2 separate regions of the Arachis hypogaea genome follow, and region 2 is linked to region 1. Evidence: chromatin contacts called from public Hi-C data. All regions are on one chromosome and are shown on one strand. The core of a region is the stretch at or near the end of the contact, and the rest is flanking DNA. Distances in the headings are between cores, read along the strand shown. Region 1 holds the start of LOC112776299 (protein FATTY ACID EXPORT 1, chloroplastic). Region 2 holds the start of LOC112775428 (glycogen synthase kinase-3 homolog MsK-1).

Evidence for each region. A called contact is a pair of places that touch in the nucleus more often than the background predicts.
Region 2: a contact with region 1 is called in a Hi-C map of leaf, with 2.0 times the contacts expected there. The contact joins the promoter of LOC112775428 here to the promoter of LOC112776299 in region 1. A contact is called at or near these places in 3 of 8 Hi-C or Micro-C datasets (leaf and an unstated tissue).

The regions. Positions count from the first base shown.
Region 1 is chr19:29,402,222-29,407,503 of arahy.Tifrunner.gnm2.J5K5, forward strand. LOC112776299 (protein FATTY ACID EXPORT 1, chloroplastic) reads left to right here and starts at 2,910. Exons shown (of 7, transcript XM_072227528.1): 1 at 2,910-3,419; 2 at 4,455-4,667. The coding sequence starts at 4,536.
Region 2 is chr19:29,569,956-29,575,237 of arahy.Tifrunner.gnm2.J5K5, forward strand. It overlaps LOC112775428 (glycogen synthase kinase-3 homolog MsK-1), which reads left to right and starts at 2,363. Exons shown (of 13, transcript XM_025819031.3): 1 at 2,363-2,733; 2 at 3,373-3,552; 3 at 3,660-3,752; 4 at 4,268-4,327; 5 at 4,434-4,706; 6 at 4,781-4,855; 7 at 5,148-5,204. The coding sequence starts at 3,436.

The DNA.
Region 1 (5,282 bases), core at 1,660-4,159:
AGGTTTTAATATTGAAAATGTCATTACATAGTAATAAACCACAAGTTAATACTTAAAATCGCATTGAAATTTGACTTCCGACTCAATTTAGCTCTTTAATTTTCAATTGACCTAAATTGTACCCTGAAACTTTAAAGTTTAAGGTGTGACTCAAGTTGGCCCCTCCATCTATTTTCGTCATCAGATAGATGACGTGGCACGATTAAATGACATTATTTTGCTGTTTGCGCCTAAACGACGTCGTTTTACTCCCCCCCTTTTTCTTTCTCCTCCTCAATGCCTGAACCTCCCACCATCCTATTGCCATCACCTTCAATCATACCTTTCCAACTCCATCATTCTCACTACTACCACCACCATCCTCCTCCTCCTACTTGCCTCCCGCTCATCCACCAGTCCACCATCACCCCGCCATCCTTTTCTCCATCTTCCTCTTCCTCGATCTCCTTAGCCAGAGAATACTACAAAAAAAAAAACTAGACCATCCAAAAAATTCTCATCCTTATCATAGTAAAGTAATTTGACAACGAGTGAGTATTTAAAACCCCGTTGTCATCATCATCAACCTCACATGCATATTCTACCACCCTAACAAGTAGCAGCAGTAGCGAGTTAAAGTGAAAGTGGGTTAAAATTTATTACTGAAGCCATGGTTGCTTGATGTCACAGAATCAATTTGTTTTATTTGTCATTGCATTGATTAGAAGAAGGGGAGAAAGGAAGGAAGAGGAAGAGAAAGGATTTACTGATCAAATTGAGGAGGAGGAAGAAGAAGAGGAAGGAGAGATGAGGAGGAGGAGAAGGGTGGTGGTGGTGGTGGTGAGGGTGGTGGGGTTGGAAAGGTATGATTGAGAGTGGTGACAATGAGGTGGTGGGAGGTTCAAATATTGAGGAGGAGGAAGAAGAAGAGGGAGAAGAGTAAAACAACGTCGTTTAGGCGCAAACAGCAAAACGACATCGTTTAATTGTGCCATGTCATCTCTCCGGTAACGAAAATGGACGGAGAGACCAACTTGAGTCATGCATTAAAGTTTTAGTTTAGGGCACAATTTGGGTCGAGTTAAGCCCCACTTTGATCCTTGAGATTGGCGAGTTGCACTGATTTAGTCCCTAACTTTTCAATTGTTACAATTTCTTCCCCAAATTAAAAAAATGCACCAATATAGTCTCTCGTGTATTTTTCGTCGTTGGAACTCAACACCGTTAGTGACATGGCTCAAACCTTGCCACGTTGGACATATTAAAACGATACAATACGTATTTTGGCACTAAAGAAGGCACTAATCGACGTCGTTTGAGAAGTTTAATAATTAATATTGTTCAAAAGGGAAGGTAATATTTTAGTATTGTTCAAACCTTAAAATAATATCATTTAGTGCCTTCTTTAGCGCCAAAATAAGTACAACGTCGTTTTAATATGTCTAGTGTAGCAAGACTTGAGCTATGTCACTAATAACGTTAAGTTTCAACAACGGAAAATACACGAGAGACTACATTAATACACTTTTTTAAATTTTAAAACTAAATGATAGCAATTAAAAAGTTAGAGACTAAATCAGTATAACTTACCATTTTCAGAAATCAAAATAAAATTTAACTCAATTTGAATCAGTTAAAAATTTAAAAGCTAAATTGAATTGAGAATCAAATTTTTGGGTTAACCACAAAAAATGTCTCTAAATTATTCAAACGCTGACAAAAAATGCATTTGAATTTTACTATCGACAAAAATGCCTTTAAATAATTTAAAAACGCGACAAAATGTCCAACAGTAAATATATATTTTCAAAAACTACTTTAGAGATTGAATTTTGATGTAATTTTTTGCAAGAATAATTAAAAAAATGAGATATTATTATTATTCTTAAAATTTTGTGATTTTTTTCTAAGTATATTTATTTTGTGATTTTTTAAAAGTATTATTAGTTGTTAACAAAAAAATTACAAAAAAATATATACTAAACAAAAAATATCAAATTTTAAGGATATTAATATCTCATCTTTTTAATCATGCTTGCAAAAAATTATATCAAAATTCAATCTCTAATGTATTTTTTTGAGAAATACATATTTAATGTTAGATAATCTTGCAAAAAAACTAACATTAAATATGTATTTCTCAAAAAATACACTAGAGATTGAATTTTGATACAATTTTTTGTAAATATAATTAGAAAAATGAGATATTATTATTTTTAAAATTTGGTAATTTTTTTGTTAAGTATATATTATTTTGTGATTTTTTAAAAGTATTATTGGTTGTTAACAAAAAATTATAAAAAATATATATTTAACGAAAAATCACTAAATTTTAAGTATAATAATATTTTATTTTTATAATCATGCTTGCAAAAAATTACATCAAAATTCAATTTTTAAGATATTTTTTGAAAATATATATTTACTGTTGGGTATTTTTGTTGTGTTTTTAAATTAAGATAAAATATACTTTTTGTCCTTAAATTTGACAAAAGTTTTAAAAATACCTTTAAGTTTTATTTTATTTTATTTTAATTTTGTTCCAAAAATTTTCGATTTGCATCAAATATACAATCAACGGCTAAATTTTCAAAAAATTTAAAACCAATCTAACAATAATGCATAAAAATTATGTTTAATTTGCTTGTGTTGAGGGTTGTTCTTATGAAATTGTTGTTGAATTAATCTTAAATTTTTTGAAAAATTAGCCGTCAAGAATATATTTGATGCAAATAAAAAAGTTTTAGCACAAAATTAAAACAAAATAAAATTTATGAATATTTTTAAAACTTTTGTTAAATTTTAAGAACAAAAAGTATGCTTTACCTTTTAAATTATTTAAAATAATAAAATTCAAATATATTTTTTTGAGCATTTAAATAATTTGATGATATTTTTGGTAGTTAACCCCTTTAGAAACTATTTTGAGTATTCACCCCCTAAACCACTCTTCTTTAAAATGTTACTTGAGCCTAAACAATCCTCATTTCACATTTCAGCCTCTTGTAGGTGCTGCACTCTACCCTTCCCCCTCCTCACCCACCCCCAGAGATCAGAGACACCACTCGGCCACCCCTTCTTCCTTGACCACCACCGGAGACTGCTCGGCGGAGATTGCCCGTCTTCCTTGCGTTCATCCCTCTTCGTCGCGTTCTTCCTCTCGCCACTGTTCCTCGCGTTCATCGCTCCCTCTTCGTGGTTCAGACGTTTTCGCCGCCTCGCTGCCTCGCATTCTCGCCCTCAGTCGTACTCAGTTCCTGTCACATCTCCGTCCTCCTTTCAGTTCCCGTAGTCAGTCCGTGGTCCTCTGTTCTCGCCGCCTTGACGTCCTCCTGCTTGCCGCCTTGCCGTACTGAGTTCCTGCCACATCGCCGTCCTCCGTTCTGATCGGTTCGCCATCCTCCTTTCATCGAATCAGGCTTCATTGTTCAGGACTGCCGGTAATTTTTTTATGAAGATCATTTGAATGTTGTGAAGATCATTTGAACGGTGAATTGTGAATAATTGTTTTTGGCAGTTTCTAAACTAATTGAACTGTGAATTGTGAATAATTGTGGATTGGTTGTGGATATAAACTAACTGTTTTTGGCAGTTTCTAAGTCAGTGCTAGTACCACTAGAAGAGTATATAAAACTCAGAAGTATGAAATCCAAAAGAGTGTAGGATTTTATAATTTAGTTCTCTGTAATATTACTTGTTCAGTTGTTGTGTGATGCTGCTGTTATTGTTTATATGTCTAAAAGAATTAGATATCTTGAATTAGATAAATGCCGCAGATCCGCGGATATCATCTGACCCATGAAGGCATTCACTAAGTGCTGAGCCTCCTCAGCTCCAATCAGTGCACTCATTCTTTGCTGCCAATCAGTTGTTATATATTCTTATGATGTTTACCTAGCTAACACAATATAATATTCTTCCATCACTTTTAACTTGTTTTAAATTTTTAATTGTTCACTATGTTGTCTATAAGCGAATGTTGGGTTGCTGTATTTAATTGTTCTTGTTGTTATTGTAATACAAATTCTTCTGATTTGAAGGCTTTCTTTCTTATTCTGAATATATATAAGCCTGCGTTTGGCTTAAATGAACTTCTCTAAGATGCTGGTTCTATATAAAGAATATATAGTTATATACAGTGTGGTAGAATTCTTGTTCCTGTTCTTGTCCTTTTGATTGTTGGGTTGCTAAATTTTTAACTAATTTTTTGTTGTTGCCATTTTATATTTGGTTATTTCTTTTGTTATTTGACTTTTGAATTTGTATTTGGATGAGATTGTAACATTTTGGTTGATATAATACTTTTTAATTTGAATGATATTTTAAGATTTATATTAGATTAAATTATGTTTTAATGTATTTATTTATATTTTAATCATTATTTTATTATAAAACAGCTATACTGGTTGAACCACACTTGAATTGGTTGAACTAGTAAACCGATGAACTAATAGCTTGAACGGTTTGATTACCAGTTCGTCACTTCGGTTTTCAGAACCTTGTGTGTGATTTTCCCAATTTCAATTCCAATCAACTGTTGCGGTGGCCGGGATCAGATGACATCAGCTACGGCTATGGCTGCTACTGTCTCTCACATTCACCCTCAGCTCTCTTGCTCCGCCTCCCTTCACTCTCACCGCACACTGCTTCGACGTTTCCACCTTCCATCTCCTTCCGTTCGCTCCAAGGTCTCACACACTCTCTCTCTACTCTTCAACACCTTCTCTAACTCTATTCAACATCTATCAATTTCAAATTCTTAGGTTTTTTTTTTATTTTTAAAGGAGATAGATAGCTAACTAGCTGAGTTTCAGAATTTAGCTCGGATTGCATGCAAATGTCTTTAGATTTTGTGCATTTTGTTCTTTGTCAGTAATGTCCATAGATTCAAATCAAATTACTCAGATCTAAAGAAAGGCTTCCCAAAATCATAGCTTGCCTAGTTGAATTCTTGCGTCAAGAATATATAATATTTTAATCGATTCTACTTAAGTAGCAATCACAGGATAATTGCCTTTTTTGTCTGATTAAATGGAGAATTCACCTTTTTACGTTTGGAAGGTTCATGGATTAGTTCATCACTATATTTAGTGTTGAAGATGTTCCTTCCTAATGGAACTCCTGCCTTACAATTTGTTCGATTATATTCGAGCTCTGATCTTTGCATATAGGTATTGTTTCACTGAACTTAGTGGAAATCATAGTGAATCTATATGCTTTAATTGAATATGCCACTCCTGTCCTTTGAGATTGTGGGGGATGGTGCTAGACTTTTATAGTAAGTTATAACTTATAAACATGCT
Region 2 (5,282 bases), core at 1,113-3,612, 170 kb after region 1:
AAAACAAGCTTTCGCCTTTCGGCGAGGCATAACGGAGCGGGGCGACTTGCCACCCCTACCTGCGACTATAATGAGTGTCAAATGGCAATGCCTCGTCGCTTTTACTTAACAAAATAACATCATATAGTTCATAGGCACCAGTTGTAGGATACGACTTCCATTAAATGTCTCCTTCAAATTTCATAATTTTCATTTTTCAATCAACATTTTCTTTAAAATTTTAAAATTAAATAGTTTCTCTCACTCTCTCCATTTATTTATATTCTTTTTTTTGAGTAATGCACGTACGTGACAGTCATACTAGGTCAAATTCGTGATAAGTTTTTCAAGAATGAGAAGTTAAATACTCATTTATATAGCCAACCCATGAAATTTTTAAACTAACCCGATAATGTTAGATACTTAAAATAATGTAAATTAGTGTTGACCCTTATTTATTTAGGTCCCCATTGAGAAGATCTACGAGTAATGTTTTTTTAATTTTTAACATAAAAATTTATAGTCTTAATATTTGACATAATTTTTAAAATTAATTTATAACCTTTTAGAGTGTTACACACAAAATTCTAGGATAAGATATGAATTTTTCTAACCCCTAGCCTAGATCCCCATAAAAAGTTTTGCTCTAAATTGTTAATGGAATTACACACTTTATTTAGTAACAGAGCTACATGCATAAAATGGTAGGGTTAATTTGAGCCACCGATTTGCAAAGAATAATTGATTTTGCGCTTGAAAGAAGAAAATGACGTTTAAATTTTTTGAAAATTTCAATTTTTAGTTTGGTTATTTTTTTTTTTACTTATGAAAACAGAAGTAATTTCATATTTAAAATAATGTTTATAAAAAATAACAATTTTTAATTTATCTGTTTTATTAATTGATAGGAGTGGCAATAAGGTGGATAAGGACGAGTTTTTGTTTTATCTGATTTTGTCTCATTCTCTTTTTATTCTACTACTACCTGTCTTACAATAGACTGCTTTAGTCTAATTTGTTCTATTTCTATCCGTTTTTATAAAAATTAAATAATATTTTAATTTTTACATATTCATATATAAATTAAGATAAAAACTTAAATTTATACTTAAATTAAAATACAAACATAAAATTCATACAATATCAAATAACTTGAAATTAAAAAAAGTTAATGTTGATTACTATAAATTTGACACTATAATAAAAAAAATTACATTAGTAAATATAAAAGAGTCTTCAATCTTATCTTTGATCACTTTCTACATCTTCATCATCATAAAAAATTTGAAGGTCAAGATTCAATCTTAAAAATCAAAAGAAATAGCAATTACTAAATTAATTAGTATTAAGTACAAAATTAATATAAATGGATATTAAGTAACATATCATCTTTATTCTCTAAGGCTGTCCACAACCAACTTTGGCCATAAATCAAAGTTTTAGTTATGTTTTCTTTGAGCTTTCTGCGTTGAGGAGAAATTACACGACTACTTGTACTAAAAACAGATTCAAAAGCAACAGTAGACACCGGAATAACATATATATTCTTGGTTATTTTTGCAAGAACTTTAAATTTCATTTGATTGTTCTTCCACTATTTCAAAATATTAAAGTTAGAATCATTTGGAGGATGAATTTCTTCCTCAAGATAATGATCAAACTAAACATTCACACATGAACCCTCAGTCATTTTTTTCTTTTAAGATACCCCATATAATCATCACTCCCAAATAGGCTTACATTTTCACTTTTATAAATTTCTTTTATACCAACATGTGATGTGACACATCCAAACTCATTTTTTGATTGTATTCATTACCAACTCATTACACTACACAATTGATGAATTCTATCAAATTGCTTAGAATATTCTATTGGATCTCGATACATTTTTTTAAATTGAAACTCAATTCCAACCATCTTTGTCGTAACCTATCTCATTTACACGGTAAACATAATAACTCTTTATCTATCTCGTTTACAGTGTAAACAAAATAAGAATACACGTATCTCGTTTATACTGTAAACAAAATATACATATCATTCTTTTCGTGTGTTATCTTATTTACAGTATAAACGAGATACAAATTTTAAATAAAATATATGTATTCTTATTTTGTTTACATGTAAATGAGATAAAAGATATAATAGATTTTCGTAAAAATATTAAAATCGTATATTTTAATAAAAAAAATATTATTTTATTTATTTAAAAAAAATCCCCCATAAAATACTCAAATTAATTCGAATTTAATCAAACTCGGTTAATCCCAGTCTCATGTGGACCCTTTCTTGTAATATCCATTTTGGATTGTTATTATCTATTCTTTTTCCCCTACCAATTTAGTTACATATATAGAAGTGACTTTGAAGTTTGAACTTTGGAACTTTGAACGGTCAAAAGAGTAAGAAAGAGAAAGACCAAACCAGGCCTGATACAGTACACACATACACACAGATTTTTCCTTTTTTAAATTTCCACCACCCTCCCCAAAAATTAATACTACTAAAAAATAAATAAAAATATAATAAATAAAATAAATATGACTGGTTTTGTTCTTTGACTGTCACCAGCGCATTCTAGCACACCACACAAAAAGGCAGAAACTGTTTCCTCACACAAAATACGAAAAAAAAAAAAAAAGAAAAAGAAAAGGGAAGCCAATCCCCAAATCACCACCACCTGATGGATTTCTTTTGATCCTTTCCAAGCTTCGTTTTCCACTTCCTCCATTTTTTTCCATTCCGAAGAGTGTATATCTTCTATCTCTCTTTCTCTCTCCATTTTTTGTGTGTATATATTTATGCCGTAGCTTTTTTATTTTAATTTTTTTTTACACCCCCAAAATTTCCGTGGTTCGCTTTCTCATCGATGTAACCACGTATGCTGGAGTTTCCACGTATGCTGGGGTTTTACTATGTTTGTTTTGCACATTAATTTTGTTCTGTGTTCGGATCGGGCTGTTTCGCTTTCTGTTACGGGGATCTTCAGTTAGGGATTTGATTTTCTTTTATTTATTTTTTTTTCTGGCGAGGTATGTGATCTCAATGGTGAACTTTCCGTTTGTATTGTGTGGAGTTCTGCGTGATTGATGGCTCATTAAATTTATGTTTTTTGTTGTTCATTTTTTACCCAAAACGAGCTTTTAGGTTTTGTATTTATTTATTGTTGTTATTATTAAATATGCTCTTTTTAATTTTCTAATTTTAATTTTCCTGCTTGTTTGACTCTGTAAAAGATGTAACCTTTAAATTTGAGATTCAGTTTCCACGTCTATCCGTCAACTGCAGAATTGCTTTCCATGATTGTTTATTTATTTTTTTGTTTATATATACACGAAAAAGAATATTTTTTTCCGGTATGCTGCTAATGTAATTGATTTCTTGGGGCAGGTAAAAGATTATTATGCGAGTAGTTTTGTGAGCTGCTAAAAAGAGAAACGGATTTCAGTGAAGATGGCATCTGTTGGTGTTGCACCAACTTCAGGTTTGAGAGAACCCAGTGGTCATGCCGCAGCTGGTGTTGATAGATTACCAGAGGAAATGAATGATATGAAGATTAGGGATGATAGAGTATGTCACCTTTTTTTTTTATTATACAATAGCTGTATTTTTTTTTAGTGCAGGTTTGATTGTAATGTTTGTTAGATAACCTTGTTAAAACTTGCTTAATCCTTTAGGAAATGGAAGCCACAGTTGTCAATGGGAATGGAACAGAGACGGGGCATATCATTGTGACTACCATTGGTGGTAGAAATGGTCAGCCAAAGCAGGTATATATACCTTCTTCACTTTGATTCCCTTACTGTCAAATGTGGTTTGAAATGATTTTAATGTGCTGTGCTTATATTGTGGTGCGTGATGACGGTGGATTATCAATTATTCATGTTGATATTGTTGTTTGTAATTGTCTTTTTTCTCCCCAAATTCCACTCCTACATCTGTTTTGACTTATGATTTTAAATGCTGAATTTTGAAATTTGAAGTGAGATTAAATTGCATTTATCCTTAAACAAGTTCTTTTCGGTCTGAAGATTTTGGTAGTGTACAATGAGTAGCACAACATTTTGCTTGGTGTGTTCAACATGTCTGTGTTCTGTCTTGTGATTGGGAAGTATCTTCACCAGTTGGCTACTCGTTGATAAAGCCTTATGAGATGTTTATAGGGATCGGGTGATGCCATATGTGTGGTTTACATGTTCTCTTTGGTAGTCTATTCTAATTTGCACCCTGTATTTTCTGATTTTTAGTAGTGTACATTAATCTGATACATTTCTTTATATTTCAGACTATAAGCTATATGGCAGAGCGTGTTGTAGGGCATGGATCATTCGGAGTTGTCTTCCAGGTAAGAATTCTAGTTTGGTGGATGATATGTCTTGTTTTATCATTTTCAACATTGTGATATATGTTGCCTTTTAGTACTGATATTGAGTATGATACTATGAATGTAGGCTAAATGCTTGGAGACAGGTGAAACTGTGGCTATCAAAAAGGTTCTTCAAGACAAGAGGTACAAGAATCGGGAACTGCAAACAATGCGCCTTCTTGACCATCCAAATGTTGTCTCTTTGAAGCATTGTTTCTTTTCAACCACTGAAAAAGATGAACTATACCTTAATTTGGTTCTCGAGTATGTTCCTGAAACAGTTAATCGTGTTATCAAACATTACAACAAGTTGAACCAAAGGATGCCACTTATATATGTGAAGCTATACACGTACCAGGTATGTTTTGTTGCCCTTAATATGTTCAGCCATTGCCTTGTTGGTGTTGTGACAATTTGTGTGATATGCTGCAGATCTTTAGGGCATTGTCTTATATTCATCGTTGTATTGGAGTTTGCCATCGTGATATCAAGCCTCAAAATCTATTGGTATGCCTTTTATATATGTTTGAATACATCCGCTATCTCTTTTTTTTTTTTAATTTTTGAATCATTTTCTTCTCATGTTTCAATATTAATAGTCTAAACATCAAAAGTGAATATGATTTACAATAGAGCAATATGACTTGGACACATGAACCGTCACAAGGCTTAGTTGTTCGCATATTTCATATCTAAGATTGTGTTTTAGTGGCTTAAAGATAGGAAACTATCAATTCAAACCCAACTCTGGTGTCAGGATGGTTTGGTAGAGATACTAATTCAGCATTCATCTTTGCAGGTCAACCCTCACACCCATCAAGTTAAACTTTGTGACTTTGGAAGTGCGAAAGTATTGGTATGTTATATACGTCTGCATGTGCTTTAATTCTTTCCTCTTTGACCATTCTCTTTTACTTTTTATTATCCCTATCTT